Regions from separate parts of the Sus scrofa genome. Here all the other regions are linked to region 2. A link is a contact called in public HiChIP or PLAC-seq and promoter capture Hi-C data. All regions are on one chromosome and are shown on one strand. Each heading gives the region's core, a stretch centred on a gene start, on an enhancer-like site or on the middle of the called end of the contact. The rest is flanking DNA. Distances are from core to core; before and after follow the strand shown. Region 1 holds the start of TMEM92 (transmembrane protein 92). Region 2 holds the start of COL1A1 (collagen alpha-1(I) chain). Region 3 has its middle 29 kb from the start of TMEM92.

Region 1 (4,026 bases), core at 329-2,828, 69 kb before region 2:
CAGAGGCGGCTCAGATCCTGAGTTGGTGTGGTTGTGGCTGGGGCTGGGGCTGGGACTGGCAGCTGCAGCTCCAATTTGACCCCTAGCCTGGGAAGTTCCATATGCCGTACCTGTGGCCCTAAAAAGCAAAATAATAATAATAATGCTGCACTCCTGTGAGGAGTAGAGGACACTTTCCCAGATTCTCCCACCACCCCATTTTGTTTTGTTTTGTTTTGTTTTGTTTTTTTGGCTGTACCTGTAGCATGTGGAAGTTCCCTGGGCCAGGGATTGAACCTGAGCCACAACAGTGACAATGCCAGACCCTTAACCCACTGAGCCACCAGGGAACTCCTCCCCCTACCATCCTGTTTTAAACAGAGGATGGTCTTATCTGAGGTGGTTCAGAGCCTGTGTTTTATCAAGTGTTGGGATAATCTTCGGCAACTGCTTACATGTGAACAGGGAGCATCAACTGCCTGCCCCCTGCAGTGGTTGGGAGGAATCGACCAGAGGATGCTCAGCCTAGAGCTGGCACAAACCCACAGCCTGGTGATAGAGAAGGAAGAGCAGGGCTTGGGGTGGGGTGGGGCAGAGCGGCTCAGCACAAGTTCATGAACGTGGGAAGCAGGCCTGCAACTTCCTTCGGACTCTGACACAAGTAATTTAAAAACCGTGTTCTAGACCCATGTCAGTTTCTAGGATCATCTCCCACCCCAGAATTGGATAGACTGCCCCCATTACTGGAGTCAGGGGAGGGATAAAGGGGTGCTGAAACCTTGCCTCACTTCAGAAATCACAGATTCCAGAGGTCACCCCAGCCTGGGGTCAGGCAGCCGGATCAAATCCTATCACCGGCTGGAATCCTAGCCCCGCACCTAGGAAGGGACAAAGGAGCCTCCTTTCCTCCAGGGCACGCAGAGAGAAACAGTCCCAGAGAGGGGCAGGGCCTTCCCAAGGTCATCCCCAGCACTAGGAGAACAGAGCTGGGGGGGACAGGCTGGCCAGGCGTCCAGACCTTAGACACACACACACCCCCACTGTCGCCCCGGCCCCCAGTCACTGCTTTCTGACACAGCAGGAAGGAGCAAGAACGAGACAAGACTAACGAGACTAACGACGCCAGGATCAAAGTCCCCACTCAGAGAGGCACTAGGTGTCAGGCGGCGCAGGTCCCACGACACAGTCTCCCCCGCCCCTGCCTCCCCACAAGGTGAAGGAACCCAGGCCTTCTCAGGACCTCCTTCCACTGCCCTCACCTCCACCTCCCGGGCCAAAAGAGAAAGGAAGTTGCTAAATACGTGTGGTCATGAGGAAATCCTGACCGTAGTAGGTGGTGATCCAGAGCCAGAAGCGGGGCCCCTGACCCACAAGGGTAGGACCCCCCCAAATCTAACCGGCTTACCTCCCAAAAAGCTCACCTGTTGGAGGCCAGCCGGCAGGGCAAGCAGCAAGGTGGGCACGAGGCCGAGGACCCAGGTGTCAGACATCCTGGCAGGGGGGCCACTGAGCTTCCGTGTGGAGGGGAGGAGAGGAGAGGGCGGGGCCGTGACCTCTCCCACGACTCTCCACCTATAGGGCCCTGCCTTGGGTTGGGGGCGGAGCTGATGCACCCGGGGAAAGGCCAACCCAGAAGAGGAAGGGAGGGGCGGAGGTGAGGAGAGGGGAGGGGAGGAGGGAGGAGGAGGGGAGGGGGAGGGGGAAGGGAGGAGGGGGAGGGAAGACGTCTGGGAACGGCTTGGGGAATTGAGAGGTAGAAAGGATTATCTGATGAACAATATTGTGGCATCAGTTCAAGACAGCTGAACTACCCCTTCCCAACCCCAACTGTTCCACCCCCAAGCGGTCCCAGGCTTATGATAGGGACTGGCGGGAGTTCCCGTTGTGGCGCAGTGGAAACAATCCACTAGGAACCAGGAGGTTGCAGGTTCGATCCCTGGCCTTGCTCAGTGGGTCAAGGCTTGGGCGTTGCCCGTTAGCTCTAGTGTAGGTCACAGACGAGGCTGGGATTCTGCATTGCTGTGGCTGTGGTATAGGCTGGCAGCTGTAGCTCGGATTAGACCCCCTAGCCTGGGAACCTCCAGATGCCCCGGGTGCGGCCCCAAAAAGACAAAAAAAAAAAAAAAAAATAGGGACTGGCCGCACCTATCAGATGAGGGGGGACGCGGCCAGAGGGACCTGGACCACTGGAAGTCCCTTCCCATAAGGACTTCTGGGGGGCAGAGGATGAGAGAGGGGAGGCGAAGGTCCTGGTGGGGCTAGGCGTCCTTTTTTTTTTATGAGGAGGGAGGGAGGGGCGGCCTGGCAGATTTCTTGGGAAGGAGAACCTAGAGCTCATTACTAGCACATTCGTGCCCCCCCCCCCCCGCCTCCACATCCTGGGAAGATGTGTTGGTACACTTCCTCCGTTTGACTACAGGGAAAATTAAGACCCCAGCATTCAGAGACTAGTCCCTGGGTCCTAAACTGGGGCAGAGCGGCAGCCAGGAGAGATGGGGCGCAGGCGAGCAGGCCCATCCAGATTCCTGGAAAGACCCCGCGGAGACGGGCTGAGCCAGGAGCCGCGGGATTCCGACCCGGGGCGGCCGCGCCCAGCCCTCGAGGCACGCTGTGCTTTCCAGATCCGGCCAGCAGGTGGCAGCATCGTTCAACTCGCGATTCCCCCGGAGCCCGGCGGCGTGGGACCCGGGACTTGGGGCGGATCTCCCCGGGCTCCCTCCCGGGGGACCCGGCTGGAGGGTGGGGTGGGAAGCCGTCTCGGTGGGCGATTGGCGGAGGGTGAGAGCCAGACGCCCAAACACAGATGGGACGTATGGAGAAGACCTTGCGGGAGGTGGAGAGTCGGAGCCGGGACCCCTGGGGCGGGGGCGAACGGGGGGCGGGGGTGACGGGTGGGGTGCTGCTCCCTGACCTGGGGGAAGTCGGGGGAGGCTCGGTGCTTAGGTATGAGACGTCTCCTGCTGCCCCTCAGTTCTGACTTTACCACGGAAAACTGGTTCAAACCTAGTAAGAAGGGACAGCCGCCCTCTCTGGCTTTTTTGTTTTCTCTCACCGCTTTCTCCTTATCGCTGTTTCTCATCTCTCGCCGTGTTATCTCTGTGTAACCTCTCCCCAGGTCTCCCCATCTCTGTCTTCCTGTTTCAATATCTCCCCATTTCTTTCTCTACGCACTTTCTCTCCATGCCTTAGTGTTCCCTGTTTTCCCATCTCTGTGTCTCCTCTTTGCTTATCTCTGTCTCACTGGAGGAATCTGTTTTTCTGTTTCCATTTCCCTTGTCTCTGGTTTGGTCCTGTGTCTCCCTGGCTCTGGGTCTTTTGCTCTCCAACCCTCCTGGTCTCTCTCGCAGTATATCTCTCCCTGGTCTCTCTGTTTTTCCCTGTCTCTGTTTCTCATTATCTCTTGGCTCCTAAGGACAGAATCTTCCAGTCTCCTGATCCAAGTGGAATTGGGGTCTGGCCTCAGAAAATGCCCTCTCTTTGGCAGTTCCTGGTGACTGATCTCGGAGAAGAATAGCAGGGGGTGTCGTCCCTTGGCCCCTGCAGTTGGCTTTGAACCAAGCCCCCCTTCTGCCAAGGGGACCCTAGTCCAGAGACTGCTAGAGCTTTTTCGTCGCAGCACCCACACTGCTGCTTCCTTAGTGACATTGTTGCTTCCCTTTGCTATCCATACTCAAGGCTTGAGGTGTCTCCCCCAAACACCCTGCCCCTCTGCCCAGGCCTGGAGCCCTGCAGAAGTTTGGCCCTCAGAGCAGAGGAAGATGCGTGAGCTTAGGGGAAGAGCTTATCTTAGCAGGTGGAATGAGGGTGCTGAGAAGGGCATGGAGGAGCTTTGAAGGGTAGACAAGAGAAGCCGAGGAGGTGAAGGAACCAGGCAGATCGGTGCCCTGAGGAGGAGCGGGAGGAGGGCAGGAGGGTGGCCTTGTTTCCTCTGGCATCCAGTTGACACAGATGTAGGGTTACCAGACCACAGACAGGATGCCCGGTTAAATTTGAACTTCGGATAAACAATAACTTTTTAGTATAGATAAATATGTCCTGTGCAATATT
Region 2 (4,462 bases), core at 1,163-3,662:
AAGCCAGAGTTTCAGACTTTCCTAAAGATGAGGTGGCGTCTCCTCCCCTCTCCAGCCTCAGCTCCCTCCCTCCTTTCTCCATTTCCCCCCCCCACCGCCCCCCACCGCCCCGGTCTCAAGCCTTCAGTTCTGGCCAAGGAGGCCCAACCAGGCTGGGAGGAGACCCCAAGTACATTCTTCCTCTCACTGTCATGCTGCAGAAATTAAAGACACATCTCTGGGCTGGGCGCCCGCCAAGCGTTTCAAGTCAAAAAGTGGCAGAGGAAGCCCTGAACCTCAGCTTTCTGCCACGTGTAAAGGATGCTTGGAAACCTTCTGCCCAGAGCCCCTTGGGATGGAGCTGGACACTGGGAGCGGGGCGGGCGGGGGGGCGGTGGCTGTCACCCCCTCACTACCCACAAAGCCCACTTTCCAATCCCAGGGTTCCCTAAATACTCTTCAGAACCCCAGTGATGGAGCAAGTCCTGATTCTCACCTCTGAGTCCTAATCACGCCTTTAAGGTGACGGAAGGACAGCCTGCAAAGGGAGCATGTGGGAAGGGGGCTGTAGGCAGGAGTCCTGGCTGCAATAACTCAGCAAGCGGGGAGGTGGGCAGGTCACACCACCCCTCACCCAAGCAGGTGACTCTCCGCCCCAGACTGCCACTCTAAAGGGGTGCCCACCACCCTGAGGGTCAGGTCCCTGGTCTCCTGTAGGGGGGGGAGAGGGGGTGCTCCTTGCCCCTGACCCTCGCTGGAGGGTGCAGGAACTGCCATCTCAGCACCTCAGCCCCCAGTACTGTCCTGCAGTAGCTGGCACTAGGCGGGGGCAGATCTTGAGCCACAAGTTGCTGCCACATGGTGGGGATAATTGACGAAGGCCCGTCCCTCCATTGCTGTCTCCAGCCCTGCCTCTCTGGAAACTCTATATTTTCTCTTTAATTATAGCCCCTGCAGTCTCCCTCTGCGGCCCCACCCGCCCCGCTCATCCCGGCTGCCCACGGCCAGCCGGCCAGCCGACGTGGCTCCCTCCCCTTCTGTTCTCTTGGTCTTTTTTTCCCTTTGCCTTCGTTGCACAAAACCAGCTGGGGGAGGGCGTGGAGAGGGGCGGGGGGAGGCAATGGAATCTTGGATGGTTTGGGGGAGGCGGGACTCCCCGCTTCCACGTTGCAGCTCTGGAGTGATGGGGGTGGGGAGCTGCGCAAGAAGGATTGGAGTTGACATTGCAAAGGGACCCTCTTTGCCTTTTCTTGGGCCCTCAGCTTTCGGCAGGACCAGGGGCCTGGATAGACGGAGGCTAGGGTAGAGCCCTCTTGGGAGGCTGGGACCTGGAGAAGGGCTGACACCAGCTTCTAGGGGCCTCTCCTCCAAATATAGCCTGGTGGGGTCTCCACCACCTTTCGGGGTGCACATGATTCTCTCCTGGCTCCAGGGCCAAAGAGCAAGGCCTGGGGTTTCCAGAAAAGAAGGGAAGCAGTGGGAAACATCCTTTAAAAGAAGGACACTCACCTGCAATTCCATTTTGAACTCCCCAAGGCAAGTCTCCCCCAGAAACACCCAAAATTCCCCAATCCTGAGTCGGGGTACAGACAGAGACAGAGCTTTATGCAGCCCCCAGGACCCCCCTCTCTCTGGTCCAGGGCTCTCCAGCAGACTCCTCCCCACTTAACCATGGCCATAGCCATGACAGACCCCAACACAAGACTCTTTTCTAAGTGGCCAGTGACCTCAAGCCCTTGCCACCTGGGGTGGGAGAACCCTCGCAATGCCCCGCCCCCACCCCGCAGTGCCTTCACTCAACACCAAAGCTTTCATCTGGAGAGCCCACGTAGTCAAATGTCTCACCCAGGGCCTCAGCCTCCCCACCCCATCTCTCTCAATCAGGCTGGGGCTTCGGGGGGGAGAGCATCTGAGTCCACCTTGGAGACGTGGCAGAAGAACTGACAGCCTCAAAATAAAAATCCTCTCATCCGCACCCACCCCCAAATATCTGATTCTTAATGTCTATCAATGAGTCTCTAACTCGTTCCTCAAATAACCCTAAGTTCTCTACCCCCGCCACACCAGAAGACACCCCCCAGAACGCACATCTTTTAAATTCTCTGGTTCTCCTGCTTTAGAGGGGTCCATAGCTGGCCTCCTCGGGCCGATCGCCTGGCTGTTGCCAAGGATATCGGGCGGGTAAAGGAGGACCCTCTCCCAATCACCCCCAATTCTTCCATCTTTGGAAGGCTCCCTACCCAGCTCCCCAACTCCAGTTCCCCCCAGATTGCGCATCCCCGGAAGAAAGCTGAAGAGGCGCCCCTTCCCACTCTTTAGCCCACAGTATATTGAGGACCGAGCCGCACCCCAGCGGCAGCATCTCTGGCCCAGGCTGCGCTGGGGGGCTGGGGAGGCAGAGCTGTGGAAGGGGGGTGGCGTGCGGTGGACTCCTTTCCCTTCCCTTCCCTCCTCCTCCCCCTCTCCCTTCCGACTCCCAAATTGGGGGCCGGGCCAGGCAACTCTGATTGGCTGGGGGACGGGCAGCCGGCTCCCCCTCTCCCAGGGGCAGGGTTCCTCCCCGCTCACCCTCGGGATGGTATAAAAGGGGCCCGGGCCAGTGGTCGGAGCAGACGGGAGTTTCTCCTCGGGGTCGGAGCAGGAGGCACGCGGAGTGTGAGGCCACGCATGAGCGGACGCTAACCCCCACCCCAGCCGCAAAGAGTCTACATGTCTAGGGTCTAGACATGTTCAGCTTTGTGGACCTCCGGCTCCTGCTCCTCTTAGCGGCCACCGCCCTCCTGACGCACGGCCAAGAGGAGGGCCAAGAAGAAGGCCAACAAGGCCAAGAAGAAGACAGTAAGTCTCAAACTTTTGGGGTCCAAGGCTACTTGGTATCTTGTCCCGCGTTGGGTTCTGGGGGGGTCCACGACGTAAGCTGAGACTCGGGATGCTCCAGAGGCTCAAGGATGAAAGGGAGATGGTGAGGGCTCTTCCTCGGCGCCCTGGGGGGTAGAAAGGAGCGCACTCTGGGCGGGGGTGTAGATGACCTCCCCCCCAGCAGTGGGAGGAGGAGATGCAGCACGGCGCGAGTTGGCTCAGGAGGAGTCCCGAGCGCACACTGTGAAGTACAGCGGGGAAAATTGGTTCTGGGCGCCGGGTACGCGTAAAGTACGTCGAGGATGGGGTGGGGGCGCCGAGTCGGGAATTTGGAGCCCAAGATGTAAAAGTGGTCGGGAAGGCTAGGGGATGATTCATAAGAAAAGATTGTTTGCCCTCTCTGCAGGCTAGACAGTGTTCCTGGGGCCACAGAAGTGCTGGGCTGAGGGGGGAGGGGGCGCTGAGAGTGGGCGGGTTGCAGGCTGAGAAACTTTGGCGCCGGCTTTGAGGGGCAGGGTCCTTGCGCCCTCTGCTGAGCTATACTGGCACTGAGCCTCCCTGGCCAGCGCTTCTCCGCGCAGGAGTCGAAGCGGGAAAATGGGGTTGTTGCCTGGTGTGGACCCCACCTCTAGACTTTGAAAATAAAGTTGGGGACGGGGTAGCTCCAGTCTCTAAAAGAAGTGGCCGGTCGGGGGAAATTGCTTAGGGTGGCCCGCCACCTAGTGGCCGCCTGGGTGGACGCTCCGCGGTGGGCGTGATTAACATCATTTACGGACTTTTTGGATCTTTGGTTAACTAACTTCTTTGGCGGACTTTTGGGTTCTTTGGCTAAGGAGTGACCCCGGGCACTGGCTGGCTTTGGGAAACGGGATTTGTCCTTGGGAGAGGCTGTTAGAGATGTCTGGGAAGTGGAGGTTAGGGCGTATCCTGCTCTTTTTAAGTCTCTGGTACATTTTAAGTCTCTGGGCGGGATCCCACGCCCGTTAGCTCCTCCCCATCCTCCTAGCCCCGCCCACACTATCCCACCTGCCCCGGGAATGAGACGGAATCCTGCCTGGACCTCCCATCTCTCCTCCCAGCCCCTCCTCCGGTCTCCACCCAAACCACTCCCCGCAAGCCTGCCCTCCGGACCAGGCGCCTCCGGTTCTCTCTCTTTCCCACTCCCCCACTCCCCGCTCCCCCACCCGATGGCTTTTTATTTCACTTGGCTTCCGCGCCAATGCGCTGAGGTTGGAGTTGGAAGCAACTCCAGCCTAAAGCTTTGTTTAAATTCCTGAGAACTGGAAAGAGTTATAGCCGACCTGGCCCGGCGCCTCAGCCCTGTCACTGGTGCTGATGAGAAGCAGATGAGCTTTTAAGGATTTGGGGAAAGGAAAAACAAAAGGACCGGGGGGGGGGGGGAAGGAAGAAAAAAAGAAAAAATAAATAAAGAAGGGAAGAGAGAGAGGCCAGAAATAGAAAATCTAAATGTGCCTCTCGGACCGAGGGGAAGCGATGGTGGGATTGAGGGACCTGGAGCCCCAAGGTGGGGGACTCGCAGCGCAGCTGACGGCCCCCATCTTCCCCCAGTCCCACCAGTCACCTGCGTACAGAACGGCCTCAGGTACCATGACCGAGACGTGTG
Region 3 (4,119 bases), core at 1,162-3,661, 98 kb before region 2:
TTTTGCTTTTTTGGGCCGAACTCACGGCATATGGAGGGTCCCAGGCTAGGGCTCAAGTCAGAGCTACAGCTTCCAAGCCTACACCACAGCTCACGGCAACGCCAGATCCTTCACCCACTGAGCGAGGCCAGGGATCGGACCCGCAACCTCATAGTTCCTAGTCTGATTCATTTCTACTGCACCAAGACGGGAACTCCTCTAGGATAGTTCTGATCAAGAAAATTCTGTCCCATTGTCAGAATATCTGTCCCAGCATGAAATATGGGAAGTGGAGTGACATGGGCCTGGTTGTTGATTTGGAGATGAGGGTCAGGGGCATTTTTTGCTATTTAAAAATGTTTGCTAGGGTTTCTGAATTGCAGCTGTTGGTCCAGAATCAGGCGGACTGGCCTTTAGAGAGACAATTATTACTCTTTGGATGAAAAAAACACCTTGATGAACACGTTCCTTCCTGGAAGGCAAGATCTCCAAGGAATGGAACGTCTTAGAGAAAGGGGGTTAAAATGACCTTCAGAGGGGCCGTAGGTGGGGGTTTGGGGGTTCTGTTGGGAACTCGAAGGGAGGAAGGGAAGCCCAGCCTCAGGGGGGCCCAGGGAAAGACCAGGTGAGGTGTCCCTGAGGTCGAGGTCAGGGATAACTGATAAGGCGTCGTGTATGTGCATGAAATATGACCCTCTGGACAAGTTCTGCGGAGGGTGGGGTTGGGAGTTGCCTGGAAATCGCCTTTTGCCCTGGAAAGCCACTGAAGTACCATCAGACTGCGGGAGACTCAGAAATGATCAGAAGACAATAAGCAAGGAGGTGTCAGCCATTGTGGCTTCTTGGGTTCCCCTGGGTTCTTAAAGTGGTGGCCAAGGAATTCTGCCTGTCCTGGGTACAGATCTGCCTCGTCCTGAGTAGCTCTAAGGAGGTCTCTCCAACCTGTTCCTCCAGCCACCTCTTCCTGAGTAATTGCCACTTCCCTGCATAATCGTCTCACGGGTTGTAAAACCTGCTTGCAGTGTGGCAGGTCACAGGGCTGTAACTAACGCTGGGAACCAAAACACCCACAGACCTGCCAGGGCCCCTCACCCCTCTCCGTCATCCCAAACCTTTAGGGACAGCTACATACACACGACTTTGTCAGGGGTGCTTGGCACATGGGAAATGGGAAGGACGGCTGTGTCTGGGGTGGGGTGAGGAATAAGAGGACACTGTCAGCTGCAGGACCTAAGGGGGACTGTCCTATTTTATATTCAAGGTAAGGGTAACCTCTGATGGGTAGAAGGCTTGTGGCAGCCAGCACCTGGCCTCTGATCTCCCTTTAGCCTCAGCTAGGAGATCTATTAGCTCAGTTTAATCTGAATCCTGCATGAGCATTTTGCAGGAGGTGAAGGCTTCCTTTGATCCTGTCTTCCTCGTGCGAGAGTTCAGCCACAAATAGCGTGGCTTCCTTTTAGTTTTCACCTCCGAGTCTGACTTTGTTCTTCGCTGTCTCCATTTCCTGTACCAACCCTCCAGATCCCAGGTCTCCAGTTGTAGTTTGATGGTCTATTTTTAGCTTTTCTTCTTTGTTCTGTGCATTTCCCTCCAACTGAGGACACTGGAAATCTCTGCCAGGTGTTAGAAATGCACATGGGAGCTACAGCTAGAGACACACATGGGAGCTCTGATCAGGAGACTTTGGGTTTAATTCCAGCCAAGCTACTCACTAATCTTGTAGACCCAGAGAACTTATAGTTTTACTCAGAATCTGTTTTTTTGGAGTTCCCATTGTGGCTCAGTGGTTAACGAATCCGACTAGGAACCATGAGGTTGCGGGTTCGGTCCCTGGCCTTGCTCAGTGGGTTAAGGATCCGGCGTTGCCATGAGCTGTGATGTAGGTCGCAGGTGTGGCTCAGATCCCACGTTGCTGTGGCTGCGGTGTAGGCCAGTGGCTACAGCTCCGATTCAACCCCTAGCCTGGGAACCTCCATATGCCGAGGGAGTGGCCCAAGAAATGGCAAAAAGACAAAAAAAAAAAAAAAAAAGAGAGAGAATCTGTTATTTCATCTGTGAAGTAAAGGGGTTGATCTAGCAGGCTACTCTGGGCTCTTCGGGTTGCAAGTGACAATAAATCAACTCACACTAACTTGAGCTAGGGATGTATAGCTATTGGTTGCCAAAGAATGGTGGAGTCGGCAGGCTATGAGAAGGTGCTGGACCTCAGGAACAAATGGAACCAGGCATCTCATGGCCATTAGGACACATTCTCTGTCTCCTGTCTCCGTTTTCTTCTGAATACTGGCTTTTTTTCTCATTCAACCAGTTTTGTAACAGTGAAGAACAAACCTGACTCCATTTTGGATTTGTTCTTTTAGCTCTATCCTTTGTGCTCTGCTGCCTTGCGCTGAGTCATGCTGGCTCTGCACCTTTGTAAAAGAATGTTGCGTATAGCTTGAAATATGTGTAATAGCCCATTCCCAAGGCTCTGACCTTTAAATGTATAACATTTTTCTATTCATATAGAGATAAAAAGTTGCAGACAAGGAGTTCCTTTGTGACTCAGTGGGTTAAGGATCTGGCATTGTCACTGCAGCAGCTTGGTTTGCTGCTGTGATGTGAGTTCAATCCCTGGCCCAGGAACTTCTGCGTGCAGCAGGTACAACCAAAAAAAAAAAAAAAAAAAAAGTTCAGAGTTCCTGCTGTGGTGCAGCAGGTTAAGGATCTGGCTTTGTCTCTGTGGTGGCGCCAGTTCAATCCCTAGCCTGGCGCAGTGGTTAAGAATCCAGGGTTTTTCCCATCATGCCTTACTGGAAAGGAATCTGACTAGCATCCATGAGGATGCAGGTTCGATCCCTGGCCTCGCTCAGTGGGTTAAGGATCCAGCATTGTTGTGAGCTGTGGTGTAGGCTGCAGACACAGCTTGGATCTGTCATTGGTGTGACTGTGGTGAAGGCCAGCAGCTACGGCTCTGATTTCACCTCTAGCCTGGGAACCTCCACATGCCTTGGGTGGAGCCCCCCCCCCCCAAAAGAATCCAGGGTTGCCATGGCTGTGGCATACATAAGTCACTGTGGCCTAGGTCGAAGCTGTGGCTCAGATTCAATCCCTGGCCAAGGAACTCCCATATGCTGGGGGTACGACTGAAAAAGAAAAAAGTCATAGATAGATAATAACTCCTGTCTTGCTGGTAGTTTATAGGCAAACGGTGACCCGTCCTACGTGGACAGCTGCAAGAACAAAGGAACTGGGCAGCAAGAAGTTTGCACCAGCCAGCCACACCTGCTCCACTTTAGTATAAAAGCAGCTTGAATTCTAACTTGGGTAAGATGGTTTTGGGGGACACTAGTCTACCATCTTCTCTGACTGCTGCCTTTCCTAATAAAGTTGCTCTTCCTTGCCCCAACAGCTTTATTCATTGGCCTGGAGTGTGGCTAGCAGTTATGAGCTTGGACTGGGTGACAGTTCACAAAGTGGCTGACAGAGGCCCCGGTCGCTCCTCTCTATCTAATGGACTTCTGGGGTTGTTTTTGGCCACAGCCAGTGGTAGAACCCACACGACAGCAGTAACCCAAGCCACAGCAGTGACAATGTTGTATCCTTTACCCGCTAGACCACCAGGGTACTCCTCAAATGGCTTTCTTTTTTGTGTGGGGGTTTCTTTGTTTTTGCTTTTTTTCTTTTGCTTTTTTTCTGCTGCGGGCCGCACCCGCAGCAGATGGAGGTTCCCAGGCTAGGGGTCCAATTGGAGCTGCAGCTGCTGGCCTACCCCACAGCCACAGCAAAGCAGGATCCAAGCCTCGTCTGCAACCTATACCACAGCTCTCGGCAACGCTGGATCCTTAACCCACTGAGCAAGGTCAGGGATCAAACCGGCATCCTCATGGATTCTAGTCAGGTTCTTAACCCACTGAGTCACTATGGGAACTCTCTAATGGCTTTCTTCTTGAGCAGTCTAGAGATTATAGACACTGAGCTCCAAATTCAAAATTCTCATGGAAGGGCTCTTACGGCCCAGACTGGATCACTACCCAGCCCCAAACCAGTCAGCTGTGGTCTGAGAAGTAGAACCGCTTTGTGAAAAATGGCTGCTCTGCCATCCCAACAGTCATTATGGAGGGAGCAGGTGGAGTCAGTTATAAGAAAATCTAGGGGACT

The links. Promoter capture Hi-C pulls out the DNA fragments that hold promoters and counts their contacts. HiChIP or PLAC-seq counts read pairs in DNA pulled down with a chosen protein or histone mark.
Region 1: a promoter capture Hi-C map of skeletal muscle shows a contact between it and region 2, with 6 times the contacts expected there. The contact joins the promoter of TMEM92 here to the promoter of COL1A1 in region 2. A contact is called at or near these places in 4 of 5 promoter capture datasets (fetal liver, fetal skeletal muscle, liver and 1 more), 25 of 47 Hi-C or Micro-C datasets (adipocytes, alveolar macrophages, brain and 16 more) and 2 of 2 datasets of contacts at active chromatin or transcription factors (alveolar macrophages and skeletal muscle).
Region 3: a contact with region 2 is called in an H3K27ac HiChIP or PLAC-seq map of alveolar macrophages. The contact joins the enhancer-like site here to the promoter of COL1A1 in region 2. A contact is called at or near these places in 3 of 5 promoter capture datasets (fetal liver, fetal skeletal muscle and liver), 10 of 47 Hi-C or Micro-C datasets (blood, brain, embryonic fibroblasts and 6 more) and 1 of 2 datasets of contacts at active chromatin or transcription factors (alveolar macrophages).

Annotation. Positions count from the first base shown.
Region 1 is chr12:26,464,165-26,468,190 of Sscrofa11.1, reverse strand. It overlaps TMEM92 (transmembrane protein 92), which reads right to left and starts at 1,578. Exons shown (of 5, transcript XM_003131586.3): 1 at 1,401-1,578. The coding sequence starts at 1,469.
Region 2 is chr12:26,395,130-26,399,591 of Sscrofa11.1, reverse strand. COL1A1 (collagen alpha-1(I) chain) reads left to right here and starts at 2,412. Exons shown (of 51, transcript XM_021067153.1): 1 at 2,412-2,817; 2 at 4,408-4,462. The coding sequence starts at 2,706.
Region 3 is chr12:26,493,848-26,497,966 of Sscrofa11.1, reverse strand. No RefSeq gene overlaps it. Among named protein-coding and RNA genes, the nearest start is that of TMEM92, 29 kb to the right of the region's middle. Within about 2 kb of position 2,411, at least 3 of the 83 cell types and tissues checked have an H3K27ac peak or open chromatin away from gene starts, as enhancers often do. A contact at or near this core is called in alveolar macrophages, where this site is marked.